2 separate regions of the Rattus norvegicus genome follow, and region 1 is linked to region 2. A link is a contact called in public Hi-C data. All regions are on one chromosome and are shown on one strand. Each heading gives the region's core, a stretch centred on a gene start, on an enhancer-like site or on the middle of the called end of the contact. The rest is flanking DNA. Distances are from core to core; before and after follow the strand shown. Region 1 has its middle 160 kb from the start of Fndc1. Region 2 overlaps Fndc1 (fibronectin type III domain containing 1).

What was found. Hi-C and Micro-C count contacts between places; a contact is called where the count stands out from the background.
Region 1: a Hi-C map of psoas muscle shows a contact between it and region 2, with 3 times the contacts expected there. The contact joins two enhancer-like sites. A contact is called at or near these places in 3 of 12 Hi-C or Micro-C datasets (the Rat2 cell line, Schwann cells and psoas muscle).

What each region holds. Positions count from the first base shown.
Region 1 is chr1:49,848,359-49,854,605 of GRCr8, forward strand. No RefSeq gene overlaps it. Among named protein-coding and RNA genes, the nearest start is that of Fndc1, 160 kb to the left of the region's middle. Within about 2 kb of position 3,288, at least 15 of the 93 cell types and tissues checked have an H3K27ac peak or open chromatin away from gene starts, as enhancers often do.
Region 2 is chr1:49,691,304-49,697,562 of GRCr8, forward strand. All of the region lies in intron 1 of Fndc1 (fibronectin type III domain containing 1), which reads left to right. Among named protein-coding and RNA genes, the nearest start is that of Fndc1, 7.6 kb to the left of the region's middle. Within about 2 kb of position 1,393, at least 10 of the 93 cell types and tissues checked have an H3K27ac peak or open chromatin away from gene starts, as enhancers often do.

The DNA.
Region 1 (6,247 bases), core at 2,038-4,537, 160 kb after region 2:
CTCTCCCTCCGAGTCATGGAGATTCTCTTCCTCTTCCCCCACCTCTCAGGCTCTTGCCTGTGCAATCTCAAAGTTCTGCCTCTGTCTTCCTGCCCAGCCATTGGCTGTACAGTAATTCGTTATTACCAATCTGAGGCAGCTGGGGGCAGGGATCCTCAGGTCTGGAAGTGACTTTTGGGAGCTGAATTAAGACAAAGCATTAGAACCAATACCCAGCAGGGAAGAGAAAAGGAAAAGGAAGGGAAGAGTTGGGGAAGGGAAAGGGGCAGGAAGGGGGATAGGAAAGGGAAGGAAGAGAGGAAAAGGAAGGAGAAAGGAAAATGGGAAAAAAGGAAGACTGCCAGTTAGTGTTAATTGCTAACATCTGGAATCACCTGGCGCCACTGGCCTGTTTTTGAGTAATTACCTCAGTTAGTAATTACCTTTGCCTTGTACTGTATGTTTCATGCCACAAATCCAAATGCACACCACTGCAGCCATGTTAGTTACCTCCATTAGGTTAATAGATGTGGGAAGACTGTCTTAACTCTGGGCACAGGCTAGGGTCCTTAGAGATGCAGGAATCCCAATTAAGAAAATTCCTCCACCAGATTGCCCTGTAGATTAGTGTTTCAGACATTTCCTTGCCTAACAATTGATGTGGGAGGGCCCAGTCCACTGGGGTTTGGAGTTCCACTGAGCAAGTGGTCCTGTGTATGTAACAGAGTAGGCTAAGCAAGCCATGGACAGCAGCATTTCTCTATGGCCTCTGCTTCAGTTCCTGTCTCCAGGTTCCTGCCCTGCTTGAGTTACTGCCTTGCTTCCCTCGGGGGTGAACTATACTGGGGATGTATAAACCAAGAAACCCTTTCCTCCCAAGTTACTTTTGGTCATGGTCTTTATTACAGCAATAGAAAGAAAACCTAGGACTCCATTTGACCCAGCCCTGGGGAAATGGGTCTCTCCAGTATGGAGTTTCTCCTGCCCTTTAAGGTTAAATTGTACTTTGAGTGCTGGTGTGGTTTAGTGGAGGCCTGTAGAGAAGTCTTATTTTTATCATTTATTCACTGTAAACAATCTAACGTCTCTGGTCACAGTCAGTCACTTGAAAGACAGGTATGAACTCTTGCCCTATAGGGCTAGCCTTAGATTTAATAAGATAAGGTATGTAAATAGCCTTGGGAGTGATTGGTATATAAGAATTACTCAACGAGTTTAGTTTTAAAGGAGGAATGCTGTGCACAAACTACACTTTCACTCTGCAAAGCCTGTCATTATTGTGTGCCCAGCTACCGAGTTCGGTTTGCAAAGCATCTTGGTCCATCAGCACCGGGCTCAGGCATTTGTTAAGTCTCTGTTCCCTTGGCATCTGTGTATATTCATGCACACACGTGCACATGGATGTAAGTGGTGTGCATTTGGATTTGTGGCGTGAAGCATACAGTACATGGCAGATTTTAAATAAGTAAGATGCTGGACTTAGCTTTCTGTTGAAGAGAAACTAACAACCTAGTTCGTTGTTGTTGTTGTTGTCGTTATTGTTGTTTTTAAATAAATGATGGGAGGAAAAAAGCCTCAGTGGCAGGGGGAAGGAAGTCAGCTCTGGCTGAACTGGGGTTACCTTACCTGGGAAGGAGGAGGAAGATTCCATGGGTGGAGAAGGCATCAAGAAAATCCTGGAGGTGGCAGATTGAAAAGCAAGGAGTGTCTCTTGCCTTTTCAATACAGACAAAGAAACCCAGGAGTCACCTCTTGCCCTAAATTTTGCCAGAGATAATCCAGAAATCAAGAAGAAATGATTGTCTGGATAAGAGAGTTCTGGGACTTTTGTCAGCTCTATGGGAAGGCTGAAGCTCACATGGAGAGGAGACAGTGAGGTGCTGCATCCAAGGGACAAGACTGAGCCTGGCACAAGAAGAGCCTGGCTGCAGGTCTGAGCCTGGCCCCCCCTTTTCTGCCATCTAGCAGGCATTTACAAAACCCGGTTTCCCTGGAAGCCCTAAGTAGTAGCCCCACTTCATCCAGAAGATCCTGTCCTGTCATCCCTCCACCCAGGAATTCCCAAGGCTTCTCCCAACACTGTGTAAGTGGCTATGAATGAACAAAGAGTAGCAGGTCTTCACGGCTTCGACTTCCACCTGCAGCAGAATTTCAATGAATAATTCTTACCATATCCTCTGGATATCCTAGAAACTGGAAATTTTATTAAAATTTGATTGTAGGCAAATATGTCTAGCTCACCTCCAGAAAGTGGCATAAAGAACCATGTCCTACCACGTACAGGCTTGGCTCTTTTGGGGACGATCCCTGATATCCTGTTTAATTTAAAAGTCTCCAAGTTGGGCCCCCTTGCCTGCTGATGGTGTTGAGCACTGGGTAGGGAGATTCTTGCTGTGTCTCACGGTGTCTTAGTTATTTTTCTGTTGTTGTGATAAAGCACCATGACCTAGGTGGGTTACAGAACAAAGTATATTTGGGCTAACATTTCCCGAGGGTCAAAATCCAGGATGGTGGAGCAAAGGCATGGTGGCAGGAGCTGAACTGGGGCTCACCTCTCAAATTGGAAGCACGAAGCAAGAGAACATGGTGGAAATGGGGTGTGACTTAAAAACTGAAGAGACTTCCCCACAGTGACATACTTCCTCAGGCAAGGCCATGCTTCCTAAACCCACCCAAAAGCCACCAACTGGAGACCACGTGTTAAAAACTCCAAGCCACTAGGACACGTTCTCTTTCAAACCACCACATGGTACTCAGCAGGAAAGTAGCAAAAGGGTGTGGTTGCTGGCCACCTTTCTCTGCCAACTGCACCTCTCAAGTGACTCTAATATTCCAAGTCTATGAGCCAACCCTCTGCGGCTTCCTCCTTGTAAGAGTGATTAATTAAAATTTTTATCTTCATGATTTTAACTAGTGACTCCTCACTCATTTCTGTAATGTTATCCAAAAGATACCATTGCTCATTAGAGCCTTTCAGATAGGCCTAATCAGCCATTTCTCTCTTATTTGAACTGTCTTCATTCCTGGAATATTTGTGGGTGCGGTGGCTGTTGGACGCCTTTGAGGTTTGCAGAGCTTTGCAGCTATGGAAAAATCTCCACTAAAGCTTCTCCGGCTTAGTTTAACTCAGATGTCTGGACCTGGTGTGGTTAGCAGAAAATTTCAATAGAGCAGTAATTACTTTTTTATTATTGTAATACACGGGAAGAAAAATCCTGGCTTCCAAGTTGGGAAAGTCCTGCTGTGAGTCAATAAAGCTCCCACCTCTGACCTCTCAGAGGCAGGGACAGGAGTCTTGTGACTCCCAGGATAGAGCTGGGGAGCTCTGAGGTCCCCCCAAGCAGGTTGGGAGAAATGAGTGTGGGCCTGAGGTCACTGCTGGCCTCTGTGTCCTGGCTCCTGCCTGGCGGCTGACTCTGGCAGGCCAGTGGCTGGGAAGGAGGCCCGGTTTTGTCCTTTGTTTCTCTGGCCCCAACAAACACATTTGAGCTTTTTGAGTGTGTACTCACTTGAATGAAGATCTCTGGCATCCCAGGGAGATTTGGAGCTCGTTCTGTGGCCCTGAGGGCATGGACCACCTGGCCTTGGTTAGACTCCAGGCTGTTGTGTCTCAGCTGACTGTCAGTCTCCTGCAGCAAAACTATTCTTCAGAGGAGCACATCCTTCCCCCTGTTTTCAGATTCTGCCTCTTCAAGTGCCTGTCAGCTCCGTGGGAGGGAACTGGTCCTTGTCGGCCGATTGCCAATCAAGTACAAGTGTTCCACGAGTTGTCTCTGTCACAGCAAAGCTTAGCTAGAATCCCAGGTGAGTGGGGTAGAGTATGAAAGGGAATTTTGGAATGCCCTTTACTCTAATTTCTGATACCTTCTACAGAGAGCATATTATTATATGTTGGGCGTTCTGAGGCATGTTAGACCTTGGGCATGGAGTGGTACTGGATGTGGTGAGCTGAGCAGAGTGAGCCGGACACAGTCCATCCAGGCCTCTTTGGGTGAACACTTGACGACGGTCAAGTGTAAGGAAACTCAAAGATCCACGAGCTACCAAGACATAATGTGTCCCCTGACTAAAGGGCGCAAGGGGACAAGAGGGACAATCTCAACCTGCACAAGTAGCAAGGACCCTGGGGGATGAGGTGACAGAGAACACTTGTCACTCGACCCAGCTGTTTCAGTCATCTTCACCAAGGTGAACTTCAAAGTTGGTTTTTCATGGAAACATCTAAGTTGGGATTCTAAACTTCCCAAAGCCTCTAGGAAAGAGGGACCTGACTCTTCAGGCCAGGACAGCCAGTGTATAATCACACTCAGCCGCTCCCCAGCTTCTCCTAGACTGTCTCGGGGAGCACCGAGAGCTCCCCTGGGTGCTCAAGGACATGTGCTGTGGGACAGGCCTCTTAAAAGCCAGGAGTCTTACTCTCTCCACACCCACTGGGATTTCTGGATCTCGGGTGATTTAAATAAGAACGTTCCCTCCTAGGTTCAGGCATTTGAGCACTTACTCCGGTTAGGCTACGTGTATCCCATCACTCTGTGTATCTGACTGGATACGTGGGGTGATTTAAGAAATCCCCAAACTCCCCTGATACCCACTTATACTCCGAAAGTTCCGCACTGCCTGGCGGATGGCAGTCATGACTCGGAGTATGGCCCTCTAAGAGCTCCCCCACCCACCCCTGCAGGGCACCTTTACAGCACAGATGCATCTTGGGAAGGGCAGGGAGCTCTTCACTCCACTGAAACGTCATTTATCACAGATTAGCTGTTGGGTCTGGGTGGGAATGCCTGGAGTGGGCCCAGGAACAGGCAGTTTTGCTAAGAAAAGAAAGGAGATGTTGTCCACAGCATGAGAAGCCACCACAGTAGATCCATGCCCAGTGAAGAAGATCCCAAACCGGAAGTTTCCCCTGTAGGAGATTTATCAGCCGCCTAATGTGTAGGGAATGAAGAAGGAGCAGGAAGAGTCCTGGGAGGATGGAGAAGGAGCAGAGAAAGGAGCGAAGACAGGACGTTCACAGTAGTCACTTCACACAGAGCCACAGGGAAAGCTGACGACAGATAAAAATAGCCCCGAGCAATGACTTGATGAGTCCACGAGCCACTCAGGTGACTTCTAATGACTTGTAGGCACCACTGATAACCCTCCCTATTCTTCATGGCCCTGAAAAGCCAACCAGTGCACACAAGAAATTATGTAATTTTATGTGAATTAAATTAATTAAATCGACAGAAACCTGAGCAATGGAGACTAAAATCCAGTACACGTGGGTTTTAGGTTTACTCATGCAAACAAATATCAAACAATAAAGCCAGTTTTGCCCCCCCCCGTCATACTTTCCATAAGTCACCCTCTGAATATATTTCTTTTTTTTTCTTTTTTTCTTTTTTTCTTTTATTTGGAGCTGGGGACCGAACCCAGGGCCTTGCGTTTGCTAGGCAAGCGCTCTACCACTGAGCTAAATCCCCAACCCCTGAATATATTTCATAGACACAAACAGCCTGTGATTTCTCTCCTTGTGGTGATTTGAATAAGAATGGCCCCCTTAGACTTAGATATTTGAATACTCAGTTGTTGGCTCTGTTTGTATAGGTTTAAAGGTCTTGCTGGTACACACACACACTTGCTTAAGGAAGTATGTCACTGACAGTGGACTTTGAGGTTTCAAAGCTATGCACCGGGGGTTGGGGATTTAGCTCAGTGGTAGAGCGCTTGCCTAGCAAGCACAAGGCCCTGGGTTCGGTCCTCAGCTCAAAAAAAAAAAAAAAAAAAAAAAAAGCTATGCACCCTTCCAAGACATCGCGCGTGCGCGCGCGCGCGCGCGCGCGCGCACACACACACACACACACACACACACACACACACACACACACAATGTTTCATGCTAGCAGTCCAAAATGTGAGCCCTCAGCTTCCTGTTCCTGCCCCTATGCTCACTGCTTCATGCCATGGGTCCCCACCATGATGTACTCTTGTCTCCCTAGAACTGTAGCTCAAGGTAAGTCTTATATAAGCTGCCTGGATTGTGGGGTTTTATCACAGCAACAGACAAGTAATGGATACAGTCCTCCTGGATGCATCTGTCTTCCTGGGCCTCCTCATGGGACCTGCTTCAGCTCTCTATCCTCACAAAGGCTTAACCACTGCAAATTATAGAACAACTCAAGTACCTCTGTGATGACAGATCCTGACAAGTGTCTGGATTGATGTGAACAGTCCAAGTGCCACAGGAAGGAGCTATCTTCTGGAGGCATCTATAGGGTGGGGTAGG
Region 2 (6,259 bases), core at 143-2,642:
TTTTGTTTCATTTACAAAACGCGGGGGCGGGTGTTTAAAGCTATAAAAATGAAATTGAGAAAGGAACAGGCCTGCTGTGTAGTTACTTGTGAAAGCACAGATTTCATCTGTTAAAGTGCTGAGCAAACTGGAAACCGGTGCCTTGGGGAGCTTTTGTTGCCCGCACATCTTCCCCAGCCTTAATAAATGCGCATTTGAGTATTTGGAACCATTGGTTAGTCGCATAAACTAGCATCATTCTCTTCAAGACTTGGACCTAGCGCTCGGCAGCACTTGCGTTCTGTGGCCGATAGAGGGCGCTCCTGGCCTTTCGGAGGCGGTCCCATCTTCCTTGGGCTCCATTCGAGCCGGGATTTAGAAAGGAAGAAAATGAGCACAAACTTTCAGTTATCTGCTTTGTTCCCTTAGTGCACTGCTTAAAATTTGTTTTAGCTTGCTACTCGTTGGAGCTTCCTGCAGGCATTAAATTGGGAAGGACGTGGTCGACATGGCTGCATATTAACCATTGCCAATTACGTGTTAATACGTAAGGGATTTGAAACCTAAATCTAAAGTTGGACTGTGCAACCTTTTAGATGTTGGGGTACCCTTGGTACCTTTGTAGGCCCAGGCCAGAATTGAAACAGTTGGACCATGGGGGAGAATTTAAAAATCATGGGTATGTGTGTGTCATAGTCTTGGTAATTCCCCCCGCCCCCAGTCTCAAGTTTTACTTTTGTAGCTAGGGGAGTATTGCAAATTATTTTAATTATCATAGTGAGAATTTATCGTAACTTACTGTTAAGTGTAGCAACAGTAAATGCTGATTCAAAACAGTTAGCATTGTAGTTTTCTGCGGTGGCATTGAAGTACTCCATAAAGCCCATGCTACAGATGTGACTCTCACCCTTACCGCATGAGGACGTTTTTAAAAAGTGTCCTTTTCCTAACAGACTCTTCCCAAAGTGTCCTTCCGCTTGGTTTCCATAGTCACCATGTGAACTTGGTGATACTCACATTTTCTTCCTGTGGAAACCAGGAGTAAAGCTGTCAAACTGTTCTCACGCTGGTATAATCTAGTAAATACTTGTCCTAGGATTTGGACTCAAATCTTAGAAATCCTACACTCCTCCCCTGCAGGCTACCTGGGGTTACACGTCTGGGAATTAACTGTGCTAACCAGATTTTCTTCCCCAGGCTACGTGCAAATGCCAGCACCAGCGTTTCTGACTTGCTCTGAGTGCTGGTTAGTTTTAACTGTTAACTTCACGCAGCACAGAATCACCTGGAAAGAGAGTCTTATTTGGGATTATTTAGATTGGATTCGGTGTGGGCAGGTCTGTTGGAGATCGCCCTTGCTAATTGAGGTAGGAAGACCCCGCCCACTGTGAGCGGAAGTAGGCAGTACAAGCCAGGAGAAAGCTCATAGCTGGCAGCAAGCCAGCAAGCGAGCAAGCGACAGAGAGGTAATGCACTCATTTCTTCCTACTCTTGCCTGTGGATGTGATGTCTCCTCTAAATTCCTATTGCCTCAACTTCCCTACATGACAGAATGTAAACTGAAACTGTAAACTGAAGAAATGAATCGAGAACAGCATTTTTTTTTGGGTCTCTCCTACTGTGGTTGGCTGACAAGGAACTGTGGTATGCAGGGAAGTAGGGCTTCCCTGAAATTGCAGTTGGTGTGACAAAGTGGACCAGGAGGTGTTCGGATAAGGGGCGCTTGTGCCAAGGTGTGTGCCGCTAAGAAGTTACACCTCGCAACAGGTCTAGGGCAAGAGGTTTTTGGGGGAGGGGGGAAATCGAAAGGTCTTCTCTGAATGGGGACATGAGAAATAGACAGATGTATAGACAGGCAGACAAACAAACAAAATGAAACGGGAGAGAGATAACCCGATCTGGTGTGGCCAGAGCCTTTGTGCACTGCACCTGGTGCATCTGGCTATCTGGGGGATGACCTAAGACTCTCCTGCTAGGTCCTGGGAGGGCAGGCCAATGGAAATGCCTGATTTCTAACAAGGGGTGTGGTTATAACAAGGTCCTTCCTATAATAGGTCTTGTTTAACTTTCCTCATGACCACTCACAGACCTGTGCTTGTGTGTCTAATCCCATCCTTAACCCCTTCGTGGTTTACCTCCAGGGGCTCATAGCCAGCACACATACGCACCACATGCCCCTTACCTGTAAAAACTTTGAAAGTGTGTTCTGTGATTTCAGTCTCTGTCCCTTGCCAGTTGTGTAAGAGTCCCTAAGCTCTCTCCTGGTCAGTTCGAGGAATGCCAGGGTGGAAAACTAATTGAACCGGGTTGGACAACTAGTTAAACTAGTCTAGCATTACAATACACGACAGACCAAACCTCAACAGTATCCCCTGTCTAGTTCACAAATGAATGAGACTCAGACTATGGTGATTTTATTTGGCTTTGACAACTACTAGGGGTCACCCCTAATCTACTTTTCTAACTGCTGGCCTGGCTACCTCCCCAGCAATGTGCCCCAGATACTTGCTGTTTCTCCTGGCCATGTGCTCTCATGGTCCATTTCCCCTCATGGCGGCTTCCTTCCTTCTCTCTCTCTCTCTCTCTCTCTCTCTCTCTCTCTCTCTCTCTCTCTCTCTCGGCAACCCCCAACCAGGTAACTCAAAACCCACCCACCTCTAATCTCCTCAGGAATTGGCTATACCATTTTTTATTTATCCAAAGTTTTAAATTAAGGAACAGGGTTTGCACAACAGAAGCTGGCAAATGTGAGGACTAGACCTTTAGGTCTAGTCTAGCATCACAAAACACAACAGACCGAAAACATACCACAGGTGGAAGTCTCTCTGGTCGCTTCTGTATCCCTTGTGCCTGCCTTACACTCTGAGACTTCCTTCCTCAAAAAACATTGGTTGGTCGGTCCCCAGCTCCGAAAAAAAGAACCAAAAAAAAAAAAAAAAACATTGGTTGGATGAGCGAATGGTGTGGTTGATGCAAGTTATCTGTTTAACCGATGCTCATTCCTTCCTTCTTTAAGATTTTACACACACACACACGCACACACACACACACACACACATACACACACACACACACGCGCACACACCTTTTTGTTTGATATATTGTTTCTATTCCCCACTTTTCATAGATTATTTGTCTATTCCCATTAGTAATCACTAGGTGATTTTAAAATTTTTAAAAACTATTCATTTGAAATTTGGACTGCCACTGGGTCTTTTTGGCTTCTGGTTACATCTGTTTCACTTGCTTTTTTTTTTTTTTAAAAAAAAACCTACCTCCCCACAGCACTTGTTTGGCCTCTCTTTGTGTGTGTATGTGTGTGTGTGCGTGCATCCCAGGATGGCCTTAAACTCACTATCTGGTTTTGAGTTTCTGATCCTTCTGCATCCACATGCTGGGATTACAGGCATGTGCCACCATTTTTGGGTTATGTGGTGTTGGGCCCTGAACTCAGGGCTTCATGTGCATTAGACCAGCACTCACCAACTGAACCCCATCCCAAGACCCTGCCTGTTGCATTTTCTAAGGGAATTTTTCAGGGAGTTTTCAGGGCTATTTGAGTGGTGATTGAGGACACAGGATTATCCAAGTGTTTAACATAGTTAGACGATGACCTTCACATTTTGGGGAAAGAAATTAATTTTTAGAGAAATTGTGTGTGTGTGTGTGTGTGTGTGTGTGTGTGTGTGTGTTTTGCCTGGCAGTTTATAGTGGGCTAAGTGTGAGTTGGACCAGTGGACAACGGCAGTTCTTTAAGGAATCATTTTTTGTTTGCAAGCTGAATTTGAAGAATGTGCAAAAGATCCCATAAAAAACCTGGGAAGAGCTGATTTCCCATGAGTCTGTGGTATTGTCATTAGCAGGCGTGGCACGGTGTTCCCTCCACAGCTCTCAAAATTTGCTCTTTCCAGTGGTATGCCATCTGTCTTATGTTTGTTACAAGGAGAACACCCACCGTATCCCTCCGGTTTATCTTTCTAATCCATTCCGGAAAGCTGGCAGTGTACATGGGTGGAAGGGATCTTGTTTTCCCTGAAACAGTAGCTTTTATTTGTGTGAATTTCTAAACAAAAAGTCCAAGGGCTTTAAAACGTTAGGTCCTAACGATCACACTTGGCCAGAGCTGGGGTTAGGTTCACTTTCATTTCTGGGTTTGTTGTTCTGGGGCACAGATGTACTTACTCAAGTCAATGGTGTGCCTACAGAAGAACTGACGCTGTCAAAAGGGTATTTCCAGGATGGACCCCTAAAATCATCAGGAACAAGCTAAAGTGATCACGGTTCTCGCTTATCATGACTTGACATCATAAACCCACAAACAACAGCCTGGCTAACCCCAAATCCTTTGTGAGATCAGTGGATACACAGATGAGGGAATTGTTTATCTCTTCCTTGTAAACCTGGGAGCAGAGAAAGCTAGAGGACATCGGAGTCCCAGATTGTCCCATGTTTCCACTCTGCCATTGCTGCCCATGTTATCTGATCTCCTGTTGCTAGATGGTTGCTGCCTTTCTAGAGATTATATCCATGACATCACAGAAGGTGAGAAAAGAGGAAGCTAAAAGGGGACAGGAGCACATTGTGGCCCTTTAAGCTGCTTTCACATAAATGACAGCACCTTTTCTCACCTGCATTATGGGCCAGGCTAACTTGTAAGTGTATCCTAGCTGCAAGGGAAGCTGAGAGTCTAGGCTTTTCCTGTGCTTGGGCCAGAGAAGTGGGCAATGGGCTTGGAGTGGCCCATAGGTAGTGTTTATTATGGAAGTTTCAGATTCCATCAAGCTGCTAAACTGTTACAAATTTCTTGTGAAACTTGAATAGAACTGATAAAAACCCAACAGAAAGCATCTTGGGAGATAAGACTGGTTTATTTTCTGAGTATCCTTGGGCATGGAATCATTCTCTAGTGACTTAGGTGTTTGATTTTAATCTTGTCACTTGCTGCTCTTTTTTTCTTAAATTAAACAAATCCTTAATGATGTCTTTATTTTTATCGTTATTTTTATTTAAAATTTTGAAATCCTGGGCTTGCCTTGAACCATGTAGTTCAGGATGACCTGAGCTATTTTAAACAAAAGATTTATTTTAGTTGTTTGTATCTGCATGTGTGTGTGTGTGTGTGTGTGTGTGTGTGTGTGTGCTTGTGTGTACATACACACTTGAGAGGCCAGAAGGCACTGGCTGTCTTGAAACTGGAGTTACAGATGTTTATCTGGTTTGCTAGATAGATGCTGGGATCTGAACTTGGGTCCTTGTGACTGAGTAGTAACTGCTCATAACTATTTAGCCACCTCTCTAGCCCAGATGCTTCTTTTTATTGCTCCATTTTATGCTTTTCCACATTGTAGCTCTTTCTCCAGCCACAGGGGAGGGAGAGATGAGGCAGGGTGATAAGGAGAGGGAATCCTGGGAAGAGAGCTGGAGTGACCGAGCTGCATTTTTGCTTCTCAGCTTCCCTTGAATAGAAATCAAGGATAGTCTGCACCAGTTCTGTCTGAAGGAAGCTGCTGACCCCAGGCACCTTTATTACGCAGATGGTCTTGTATGTAGACTGGGGCTCTTGCTCTGGGCCACTCCCAACAGTATATGTGGCGGCCTTATGTGACCAGCTTGAGTGTAGCACCCAGATAGACGCAAGTGACGCAGTGTTGACTGCAGTTCCTGTAGTCAAGTGTGAGCCTACTGAGGTAGCCCACTCTGTGAATAGAGATGAGTGCAGACTGGTGATGCTCAAACAGGAGAAGGGAAGCAGAGCAGACTGTGTACAAACTATGTAAAGGTTAGCAAGTGAGAGTTGCATGGCATGGTCACCAGTTGGCTTCCCGGGGCTGCTGAATTAAAAATGTGATTCACAATTGTATTCAGAGTCAGCTCCAGGCTGCATGAGCACTTTGGCATGCATGTAGGGGGATGGGGCCTTCCGTTCTGAATAAGTGGTACTTTGTTACCAAAAGGCTGGCTGGGGACAACCATGGGGAATTCATGTTTAGCTGGAGTGGCAGGAGATGTGAGCCCGAGGGTCCAACTGGCTGCTGGGTACATCAGTGAGGGCTGATGGGAGCCAGGCATGCTCTAGCCTCTTGCCAGGAGCAGCTCTGGTCATTTTAGGTCTCTCCAGCTCACACTCGGCTGTGTGCTGCTTCCTCTGCACAAATGCAGCAGAGCACATTGAGTGCCAGAGGCAGAATCCAGTGAGTTAGCACTGTATGGGGAATGGTTGGCTTCTGAGGACCCTGAACTGGATGATGTCTGCACATCTGGGCTGTTGACTTAGCTGTCC